Regions from separate parts of the Gasterosteus aculeatus genome. Here region 2 is linked to region 1. A link is a contact called in public Hi-C data. All regions are on one chromosome and are shown on one strand. The core of a region is the stretch at or near the end of the contact, and the rest is flanking DNA. Distances in the headings are between cores, read along the strand shown.

What was found. Hi-C and Micro-C count contacts between places; a contact is called where the count stands out from the background.
Region 2: a Hi-C map of tail fin shows a contact between it and region 1, with 1.5 times the contacts expected there. The contact joins two enhancer-like sites. A contact is called at or near these places in 2 of 6 Hi-C or Micro-C datasets (liver and tail fin).

What each region holds. Positions count from the first base shown.
Region 1 is chr12:20,436,094-20,441,898 of fGasAcu3.hap1.1, reverse strand. No RefSeq gene overlaps it. Among protein-coding and RNA genes, the nearest start is that of tle3b, 32 kb to the left of the region's middle. Within about 2 kb of position 2,093, at least 5 of the 9 cell types and tissues checked have open chromatin away from gene starts, as enhancers often do.
Region 2 is chr12:20,503,807-20,509,611 of fGasAcu3.hap1.1, reverse strand. No RefSeq gene overlaps it. Among protein-coding and RNA genes, the nearest start is that of LOC120812653, 34 kb to the left of the region's middle. Within about 2 kb of position 3,176, at least 5 of the 9 cell types and tissues checked have open chromatin away from gene starts, as enhancers often do.

The sequences.
Region 1 (5,805 bases), core at 844-3,343:
GACAAACGATAAGAAATGCAAAGGAAGGAGCCTTCAGCGCCTTCCGTGTATTGACAACAACAACAAAAAAAAAGTCAGAAAAAGTAATTTGATCCACGTCAGAGAAATGTAATAAGGCGCAGAGATCTCAATCCAAGATCCCTCAGCCCCACTATTCCATCAAATGCATCAATGTGATTTCATATCTCCAATCCTAAACCTCTGTGAGCTCTTGATGAAGAGTAATCCATCTTGATCAGAAAACAATACGATGACCAATCTCTCTAATGCATCGATGTTGACAACTTGGCCGTGAGATTGTCGTAGCGGGCTTGTGGGCGAGCAGCGCAGCAAAAACAATGTGCCATCAATGCATTTCACAAAGCACCGCCTGCAGAAAGACGGAAACCAATACATCTAAATCTCACAGGTGTGCACTGTAGGGGCTGCACGCACACACGCACACACACAACTCCACTGCTCTATTTTACTCATTTGAAATAAAGTGCGTCAGCTCTCACATCGTGTACATCTACACACCCACAGAGGTGTGCGTGTACACATTCTTACACACACACATGCACACACAAAAAACAGTTTCCATCCCACTTTTGTTCTTGGTCTTTGTTGCGGTGTATTATAGGTCACGGTTATGCAATTGTGGAGGGGTAGCCTACTTTTTTCAAAACTCTCACCTTTCTTTCGTTCTCACTATGCACTTGTTTTGTCTCTCTCTTTTCTTCCAAATAAGATAGAAGTAAAGGGCAGCTCAGAATTGACTCACAAAACAGCATTTACTCAAATGATCAAAAGACAAATTATTGGTGGCTGTACAATCTCCTTTAGAGATGTTTTCAAGCAAAAGAAGAATCATTTTTGACATTGCGTGGGTATTTAGAAATTAATGTAAGTTGATTAACAACAAAAATAACCAATTTTATAGTTTATAATAAATTCTTAAAGTAGTCATTTCTTAACCCGTCTCACTGTCTACACTGTTCCTGTGGATCTCCTCACCTACAAATCCAGCCTCAGTTCATGTAAAAGAACACAGATCCTCACAGCACACAGCTGTTGACGCCCGTTGTGCTGCGTTTAATGCACAGTGTTTTGTAGCTTTTACTTGCAGACTCTGTCGCGCGGTCGACAGCGGCTTCCAACCACGTCAGCCAGACAAGAAGAGCACGTTTGCACGCATCGGTGACCACACGCAGACACACAAAGACATTTCAGATATGAAAGATGTAAGTAGTGTGTGAACATTTTTGTATGTTTTCGCTGAGCGCGCGCGTGTGTGTTTGTGTGTGTGTGTGTGTGTGTGTGTGTAAAAGTGTTCCGACACTTTGAACTGAGACCAACTGCAGCACTAAGCTGTGGGAAGATAAGACGAAAGTCATCCGCTCCCATTCTGACTTATCGGCTAGATTAGCCTAACAACTCCGACAGCGTTGCACATGCACCGATCACAGATAACGGATGAGTTCCGTTTAGGCCAAAATGGGGCAAACGCGCAGAGGCTTTTGTGTAGAAAAGACAAAGAGAACAAATGCGTCTCCTTCCGCTACGTCTGCTCGTTATCACCAAAGAATTCATGCAAGATGCATACAAATATCAATGCAACGTCATGAGGTCAGCCTGTTTTTGTGCCTCCCGACATAATAAAAGCGAAAGGGGGTGGGGGGGATGTGTGCCAGTGCAGGTTTGGCTCGTTAAACCTGTGAGGACGACGTCTGTTTGAGGGAGAGGAACCAGACTCTACAGTTCCCCCCCCGGTTCCAACTCGTTCCAGTTAAGTTCTCCTGATCAGTTCGGCTGGTCGGGGGATTCGATTCGCGTCCAGCTTCCTCTCTCTCTCTAGTTAGATGAGAGAGGAGAAGAATCACGGAGAACAACCGCTCACCAGTTGCCATGACAACCCACCATACCCAATAACCCGTGGAGAGAGGAAAAAAAAAAGAAAGAGGCTGTGCGGCTGTGGAACACACAGCAGCACTCTGTCGGCCATGGTTTGAGGGCAGAAGCAAATCTTGTTTACAGCGCAGAGGCCTCGCTCATGCACGCACACACACATCGCACAAACAAAGTGCACGGAAACAATCTATCCACTTCACTACAAAAAAAACTCCAAGCAGCTCTGTCGGCACATCCTGTGTAGATGTGAGCCACCGGAGAATACAGTAACCCACAACTGCATGCGGCGATACGGTTTCTACGTCAGCCATCCGGACTGAAACAAGCTCTTTGACAATTAGAAACTAAAAGAAGGATTAGAAACGCCTGATTTAACTTGTGTTTGGAAGTTGTTGTGAACTGTTGAGAAGAGGGTGCGAAGTGCAGATTCCTGCCCTTAAAACTATTCCGGTAGGTCTGCGTTTGAGGCTCCGGGTTTAGAGAGGCTGCTACTTGTGGCTTTTGGGTTTGTGGGCTTTTGTGCAAGATATAACGGTTCTGTTTCCCTGTCAGCATATTTAGGCCGTGTAAGCCACAACTGGGGTTCTGTGACAAAGGACATGAGAACAAAAAGAAACCTGCCTTAAAAAAAGTAAGCATGGCCTGGTGTCTGGAGTAGCAGAACCATGCGATTGTAATTCCTCATTCAACACAATTTGTAAATTACTAAATCAATTTTAAGATATTTAATAATAAAATAAAATATTTTATACTTTAACATAAACGAATAAATACAAAGCTGGTGCCGTTCACACAGAGACACTCAATAATAATAAATCCCAATGCTATTTGGAATCTGTCAACATGTCGTAGTCTAATCGTAGTCCCCTTTAAGACAAGTAAAAGCATCAAAAGTAACCACAGCGATTTCCTCAGGTTAACCATTATTTCAAAAACCCATTTCCAAAACATACCATTTTGAAGAAGTTAATCGTCAAAAGGTTCCCTTAAATAAATATAAAGGATTAATAAATAAACAGAATAACAACATTGTGTAACCTTTTCTTTCTTTGCATGATCATGAGACGTTTTCTAAATCCTGCTCCGTTTTTACTTCTCCACAAGGAGCCACTATACAACATTCACATTAACAGTCCCGTCTTCTTACATGTTAGAATCGTCCAGAGGCTCAACAGACTAACTTGATTTTAACTTGATTCCCCAGGGTTTCCCTAACCAGGAACTTCAGTGCTTATTCCTCGCATTTCAAACTTGAAAACTGAAAAACATTTTACGCTGATCATCAAGATCATCTTGATCGTTAAAGATAAAACAGCTCTGCCGGGAACTTGTGTTTAGTATCAGTTAACTTCAGTTCCAGGTACTCCGGAAGCCGGGGGAGAGCAAAGGACACAAAATCAGAACCTGGGAAAGGCCCATAAGTCATACTTGCTTATACAATAAGTATAATCAACCAAGCGGGACCTAGAATTCGTGCTTTGGTAAAACGGGCCGATGAACAGCATCATAAATCAATGACGCGGATCGGTTTGGATCTACAGATTACACGATGTACAGAACGTGGTTTCACTGGAACTCAATTGCCGTCTTTCCGAAGCGGTACCACACGACAACCGCACATCGGTTCCGCCGAGCTCGGCTCAGCTCTTGTGACCGGCGTAACAATGCTGGGCTTTCACACCAAACCCGACTCCCAATCTGCCATCTCAGAGAATTTGCCCCGCAGAGCAAAGCACAAGACAGGAACCCTCCACGGCGAGGTCGAATGTGGTCTGTGGTCGCTGTGTGCAGAACGTCCTCTCCGTCGAGTGGACGGGGGGGGGTCGGGGGTTTCACACTTCAGGTCACAGTTTGCATCTGATAGGAAGTGAGACTGATGAATAAGGACGTGGAAATCTGCTCTCGTGATTCCTTCGGTTCGTGTGGTTCTGGCTCTACATGTGAACAACAATCGTCAACAAGGAATTGCTTTGAGAAAAGAAAATCAGTGCAGTTTTCATTTTGTATTGTGCCCAATTCACCGCTTTGATGTTTAAATTAAGTTTTTCTCTCTTGGCTCACAGAACGTTTGCAGCATTCACACCCAATAAGTTGTAAAAGTGTGGCCCGGAATCATTAGAAATGTACAAACAGTGGATGCCTTACTATACACAGCCCCCGGTACGGACTAAAACTGCCTGCAAAATCCACAAATTAAAATGTAAAGCTGGTCTGAGCACCACCTTGATGAAATCCCGTATTAAGCCGAGCAGGGAGTCAATGTGCACTGGAGGGAATGAGAGTGAAGCCAAGCAAACAGGGAGTTCTGCCTCCTATCTCGCCCCCCCTCTCCCCTCTCCTTCCCCACTATCATTACCTTGTCTGTCGCTCCCTACACCCTTTCCTCCCATTTCTCTCCCTGTTGCCCCCCCCTGCCCCCCGTCTTTTTCTTTTAACGGCTATCTTTATAACCTTTCGCTACTCGCTATCGGCCTCCTTCCTTTCCCCTCACTTAACCTCTCCTTCTCCCCCTCCCTATCCCCCCCCTCCCTCCTTCCCTCAGGTTGTTTCCTCCCCTCCCTCTCTCTATCTGTAGGTGCCACATCTGGCAGCTTTTCGGCTGCAGACGAGGCCCGACTGGATGGGGGAGAGAGTGAGATAATCGGGCTAATCCCTCCGTCATCCCAGAGGCTATCACGCTACTCTATAACCCCCTAATCCCTCTAATTCCCTCACACTCTGCAGTCATCCTCGCTGTCAGACACATTGGGATCCTCATCGCCAGGCGAGAGCTGCAGGCCGTGTGTGTGTGTGTGTGTGTGTGTGTCTCAGCTGCTTCCTTTTAATCAGAGAGGGATGTCTTCGGCCTTGCAGCCAGACTGACCTGACGCAGGCTTTGAGGAACTTTGGCAAATGGATAAATAAACTATCTCCATGCAAAATGGTGAAATACATCCGGAAGATAAACACTCTACCTCCTTCTTTGTGCTTTCGCTGCTTCCAATTAAAGTGCCGCATGACAGCGTTACCAACCCCTCCTCCGTCTCCACCTCTTCTCTTCCTCTCCCTTTTCTTTGAGGGCGGGTGCAGATGCGAAGGAGTGCATGTGACTAAGAGCTGAATGTCCGCACACGATGATCAATAAACATCTACGTGCGCATCTGCTGGAGTTACAGAGAGGGATCTGGAAGCCGATCAAAGCACCAAAAGTGCATCTTTGACTGCCAGCAGTTGATCACATCATCACAGATGTATTGATGGATGTATCAAAGCAGCGGGGGGGGGGGCAGCAGGGGAGGCGCTCCTTGGTCTCAGCAGAGCTGGGGTAATTCAGCTCGTGTTATCTGGTGTAAGGAAGAATCGAACCAGGCAGGACGACCACGAAGGCTCCAGTTGTGTTTATCAGCCGCATCCCCGACTGCGCCCTTTCAACCCTGCGGAGAGCGGTCACACAAGGAGGGGCCGCCGGGCAGCTTATTTTCTCCTGGATGCTCTCGCCCGGGGGGATAACGCGCGCGTGTGTGTGTGTGTGTGTTCGATCGATTGTTGCTCCTATTTTACAGCATGTTGTTTACCGTGCTCTCTGCTCTGTGGGCCCCAGCAGATGCAATCAGGCCGTGTGGCTGTAAAATATCAAACTGTCTGCATGAGTATCCGTCCATGTGGACTGGGCCGTGTGGCAGATACCAAAATGTAGAGAAGGTTCTCACAATTTAAAGCCAGAACAAGGGAAATGTCGGCACCATTAGCTTAAAAAAGACACAATTATTGATGATCAGAACAGCAGATAGTTAATCCCTGTATGGACTAACAAATCATTGCAAGCCACAAATGCTCTGTACATTTAAGTTTTCTTTGACGTGTTGAGCGGTTCTGTTGAACCGTAAAAACAATAAGCAGTGCTCAGCTAACTTACGCAACATTTTTATTAGCATT
Region 2 (5,805 bases), core at 1,927-4,426, 67 kb before region 1:
ACTTTTAACCTTATTTCATTTTGCTTTCAAATCACATAAGAAAATGTGAATTTGCCTCCAAATGTTAGCGGAGAGAAAGAAAGGGACCCGACTTTTACCATTAAATCATTAATTAGGTGGAGTGAGATATTAAACCAACCCTGCCTTCGCGAAAAGAGGAAATTATATAAAACAAAAATGAGTTGGGGAGAGGCAATTTCTATCTAATTAGCAAACGACGAGGTCCACACTTATTGGATAATGTCATAGATCTGCTTCTGCCCTTTTGAGTAAAAGGATCTTGTGCAATCTTGTCAACTGTGAGGTTCTTTCACCAGCGCCGAGGTGCCCATGAGCAAAGAACGACCCTCAGCTTCTTCAGTGGAACCATGTACAGGCAGCAGATGTGACTGAGGTCAATCAACATCTGGTAAACATGAAGCTCATGTTTGAGACTAAATCGTAATAGATTAAATTATCCAGCTTTCTCAAGACAGCAACAAGCAATATGTGAGTTCATGTTTAGTCTGTAGTCTTCAAAATGATTTTAATGAACTGTTTTGGGAAAACAAACTGAACCCATGTCGCATTGTGTCATCGCTCGGTTTATTAGCAGCGTAGAATTGTTGGTTTATTGTTTAGTGAGTAAAGTTACACATTAGTGCTGGATGAGAATCAAGCAGTAACACATCTCCAAGGAAATGAACAATGCATTTGAGATTTGGATGCTTTGATTGGTTGAAACGTTATAAATTATTAATTAACGACAAAAACAGATTTAATGGATGTCCGAGATCGTCATGGGAGCGAGAGGGCAGGAGGCTTAGGAGGGCATGAGGGGCGAGTTGGCGTGTTTTCCCTTTTTAAAGATACTGTAAAAAATAAAGAGATGCTTTTCCGTTCGTGGCCTTTTGGTTTTCCCGTTTGTCGACTGTTGGAAATCGTTTACTAAAGTTAAAAGTGTTGTGTGTTACTTGGCCTAGTGTGTTTTGTTGGATTTACATACGTACATCGTTGACATATAGATTGGAGTCTCTCCTGGTGATGCAAATCATGTACAGAATTGCTCAATTTCAGAAACGAAAGAAGCTCAGTATGTAACTTTGCGTTTTCTTCACCGCCCATCCTGGACTAATAATCTCACCGCAGCCGATGGGCAGGCTCACGTGCACTCATTCATGGTTTAAAACAGGAAACACCCCGCTGACAGGGACTTTTCAGCCCCATAAAGACGTCATCTATCTCCTTCCTCCTCCAGTCATAGTTACCATAGCAACCAGTGAACTGAAGACCCGTGCATAAAAATGCGTAAACAACAGGACAGGAGGAGTCAGACACACACACGCCACACAACCCGCCTTCAACCCTCCGCCGATGGCTCCGCCCCGCCCCGCCTGCTTGATCACCACGACCAGCGTGGCGTCCACGAGGTGCCTGAGGTGGAAGCGGCATCGAGCGGTCCGGCGGACAGCCAGTCGCGGCGATCGGGCCGTGGCGCTCTCCTCCGTTTCATTCCAAAGCCTTTGTTTGTGTAAAAACAGTAGTGAGCCCTTTACCCCGAGATAACTCCCCGCTGGGAGGATAAAGAATCACACACTCAGCCTGGGAACGGGCCGTGGGCCAGGACCAGCTCAGTCCAGGGATAAAGAGATTGAGGCACAGAGACAAGAGGCTTGACTACGAACCATCTAACCTTTGCCCGAAGGTCGCCACTTGTTTGCTCTCGCTTTGAATATCGGTAAATAAAAGCGTGAGTGCAATGAAGCCCCTTCTACAAAAGGCACATCGGAACTTTGACCTTCCTCTGTGCTACACTAGTTAAAGAGGACGTTGTGATCTGGCTCTTTGGATTCATTCAGCCATAATTCCACACACATAAACACCCGACGTGGACGTGAAAGACGTCGCTGCCCGAGCAGAGGCGTCGCGTTCAGCACCGTGGACAGCGCCGCCTTGCAGAAGGGGGCCCTTTATTCTGCCGGCCCTCCTCGTCAAACCACAGGCAGACAGGTCCTTTGTTCGGAGGCTTTCTGTACTTTGTAGCTTTTGTGCTTATGTTGAGACTATATAAACTGTAAATAACTGTAAAGTGTCACAGGGAGTTGTTGGTGATTAGGAACCTTTTGTTCTTTTGAACAAACGTTTCTCTCTTTGGGATGAGATTGAGCGTCTGCACAAATATTTTTTATCTGCATAATATTTGATAGTTATCTGTACTACAAAGTGGGGCCATTTCCACTTATTTCTAAAAAGTATACTTTGTTAACTCGTCATCGTACGTGACGGACGAATCTCCCTTTGGCTTCTTAACATGCATCAAAATGATACGAGCACAGTTTTATTCAGTTTCCACAGGCTGTAATAATTCAGTTTGACTTCTCTTCAGCGTAACACGTGTGCGGGAAGGAGGATGAGAGAGAACCACAATTAGTTTTCTGCTCACTTGCATTTATGTGGCAGCTGTGAAAGGAAACAAATGATCTGTCTCAGCAGCTTTAGAGGATTTCACTAATTGATGTAAACACACTGAAGCCCCGACCTTCGTTTTCCAGTAAAGAACCACATAATCCATCTCAATTCTGCTGAGCATTTAATCTAAAGCATTTTTATGATGTATGTATATACATCATAAAAATAAAAAAAAAGTGAGAGTCAGCAATGGATTTAATGGAAGCTTCTCTGCTGCCAGAAACCGGATCACAAAGTTATAGCTATTTTAAAATGTAATTGTATTATAATTATTTATCCCACTCCAATCAGAATCAGCCCCTCTGTCTCTATGTACGAGGGGAGAATAAAAGCATGTAGGGAGTAACCTGCGCTCTGATTGGCCAGTGGAGCAGCGTGACTTTGGAAAGTCAACCACCAGATCTTTGTATTTAGTAAGAGTTACATCTGCACGTTGATCTGTTCGTGCTTTTAATATTATGCAGCTGATATCGTTCTCTCTGATGTAAATCATCTTTGAACGGCCCGCATCGGATCGTTTGTTCTTGTTGTCGCGCCTTGTTGTAGATAATTGTGACTGCTCGTTTCTTGTGAGTTTGCTCTTGTCGTGGAGTTAATGACATTGACCTGAAGGTATGCGTTGTCCGTTAATCACACAGCATTCCCTCGTGCGCGTCATCACACTTAGTGTGTTTGCAGTCGTTGAGCTTCACGTTACGCCGCACCCAGCCGACCTGGAGCCGACGCGTCCGTCTAACAGCGGCTCGTTTAATACCTGTTGGACAAGGAGTGCGGTCCGCCTCAGCCTCCAGGCCACTCCGTAATCTACCCATATAATTACAAATACCTCTCCTTGCCTCGCAGGCTCCTGGCCCATGCTCAGGAATCGGGTGTGGGAGGCCTCTCACCTTCATCGGTGTTTCCCCATCAGACTAAATAAAGACACTCGAACAGTGCGTGGCCGCGCATACATGCATCAAAGTACATTCTCTCTGCCGACAGGCTCAAGTAGACAAACCAACGCGAGGAGCAGGAGAAGAATGAATTAAAATAAATGAATAATTCCACCCAGCATCGACCTGACAGTTTTGCTGATGATTGTCGGCAGGGCTGATTGACCGATAAATTCATGCAAATCAAAACCTTTTTCTGACTACCGTTTGAATTGCTGTTTATCTCTCCCACTGGGACAGAGTGATGGGAGGAGGGTTCCCAATCACCCACCCATCCGGGCTCCAAAAAAAAGAGGGGGAGGCTTAAGTAAACAGAAGAGAACAAATGAGCTCTGTGACGGCTCAGCGAGCACTGCCTCCCTCCTCGCCTGTCTGAATGCCCGTCCTTTGTTGATGGCTGAATAGGAGGCTAAATATCCCTTGAAATCAGAGCCAGAGCCTCCACTCTGGATGCTGTATTCCGAGGCTAAAGCCTTTCGTATGCAAATGGGAACTGGGTTAGGATTGGTTCTACCCCAGTGCTTGGTGTGCTATAATGGACATCACCTTTGGGGTCAGAGGATCAGTAATGGGGCAATATTTGGGCTTCTCATCTGGCTTTTCGGGGTCTTGGGGTTGTTAGCATTGTGTGCTTATTCGCGCTGCTTTCACAGAAGATCTCTCTTCTCTTTTCTTTGTGTTTTTCTTTTTTGGAAGCGAGGACAGCAGATGGCGTTCCATGACCCGGTGTTTAGCATGGCACCGAGAAGGCTTCGGGGTGAGAGCAATGTTTAGTTCCAATTCATTGAAGGATTAGTGTGTGTGTGTGTGTGTGTTTGATGAGGACACATCTATGTGTATGTGTCTTGGCAGCCCATTCATTAGGACCTAAATCACCAACTAATACCCTCTGAGTTCTCTAAATGGGTTTGGATCCTCACAGCACAAGCGAGCCAATCTGTGGCGACTTTGGTCTTGACATTGTTAAAAGCCAGCGGTCCTTTTCACTGAACACACACACTTAAATACACCCTTTCAATAGCTGGAATTGCACCTACTGGACCTCCGTCAGGACCATTTTCACCCGGACGAGACTCCCACCCCAGGCAGCATTTCCAGGGTGTTCTTCACTAAGCATCCAGGATGAAAGACTATGGTTTGGTGATCAAAAGCCCATGCCACCTGTTGACCAAGGTAAACATTCATTTTGTTGTTTATTGTTTCCTCACATTTCTGCTGCTTCTGCTTTTCTGCTTTGGTGAAATTTTTTTTTTTTTGCAGATTAATCAGAGAAAATCAAAAAAATCCACCGTTTCTTGGTGCGACAAAACCCCACAAAAGCTTAAAAAACACAATACAAAATCAAACCCTGAGTGCACAGCAACATCTATGAAACAATACTTTCTGTTTGTGTACATGGCTTTATACCTCGGCCTCTTTTAGAAAACACCAGCGAGGAGGTTTGTTAAGGGCTCAAGATCAGATATTATATATAAAGGGGTCAAGATTTTTAATTGTTGAAAGAAACAAAATGTTTTCTCTTTAATTTAAGGTTAAAGTGTTATGTAAATATGTCCTGCCAAATGTTACTGCTGGACGTATCCTGCGTTTATATAATAATCTATTCTTGAGTTGACAAAACTGCAAACTGACCACTCATGTCTTCTCTTTAGTTTGTCCTGGAAAGATCTTTTCTTACCAAAAGTCACTATCATGCATTAGAAGAAGGTCAGCAGTGTGAACTGAGCCACAAATAAAACTCCTCCATCACGCAAGGAATAATGACCAAAACAGACAGAGAGGAAGAAAATGGTCCAACATCAGGCCAGAGATCATTAATTCAGCTGTCTCCGAGAGAAGAAGACGAATACGTGTTATTTTCATACAGCGTATTAAAATTGCAGCAATCTGTCACCAAAGGGGGGTGTTTTGTAAATGAGGAGACACTTAATATCTCCACATTGACTGTGGTCACGGAGGAGAAGAAGACCCTTTAGATCTTCTGCAGCCTTGAAGAATCTTCGACCGACACTCACCGGTCTGTGGCACAGATGAGGTCAATTGCTTCTCGCCTCCTGTGATGCTCACTGCCTGCTGTGACGTGGTTGTGAAGGAGCTGAAAGGTGGAATATGAAGAGTTCCTTTAAGTTCATCGGCACTGCGCCGAGATACGAGGAATAACAGGGGTCATAAGGTGAAGGTGTTCCTCACCCGAGACACCGAGACGCTCGTCCCTCCGCGACGCACCTTCTGAGGCTTCGTGCGAAAGCTTTTCCTCACTCTTCCGTTGCTCCATAGCAACAAACAAACCGTTTATTCCCAAAAAAGAATCTTGTGTTGGTGAAAGATACGTTGCTATAAGACGATATTTTGTGACGACGCAGTTCTCGACCGTCTTGTGCAGCAGATCAGGTCCTTGGGAAACAACGTAGTCTCACTGAGGACG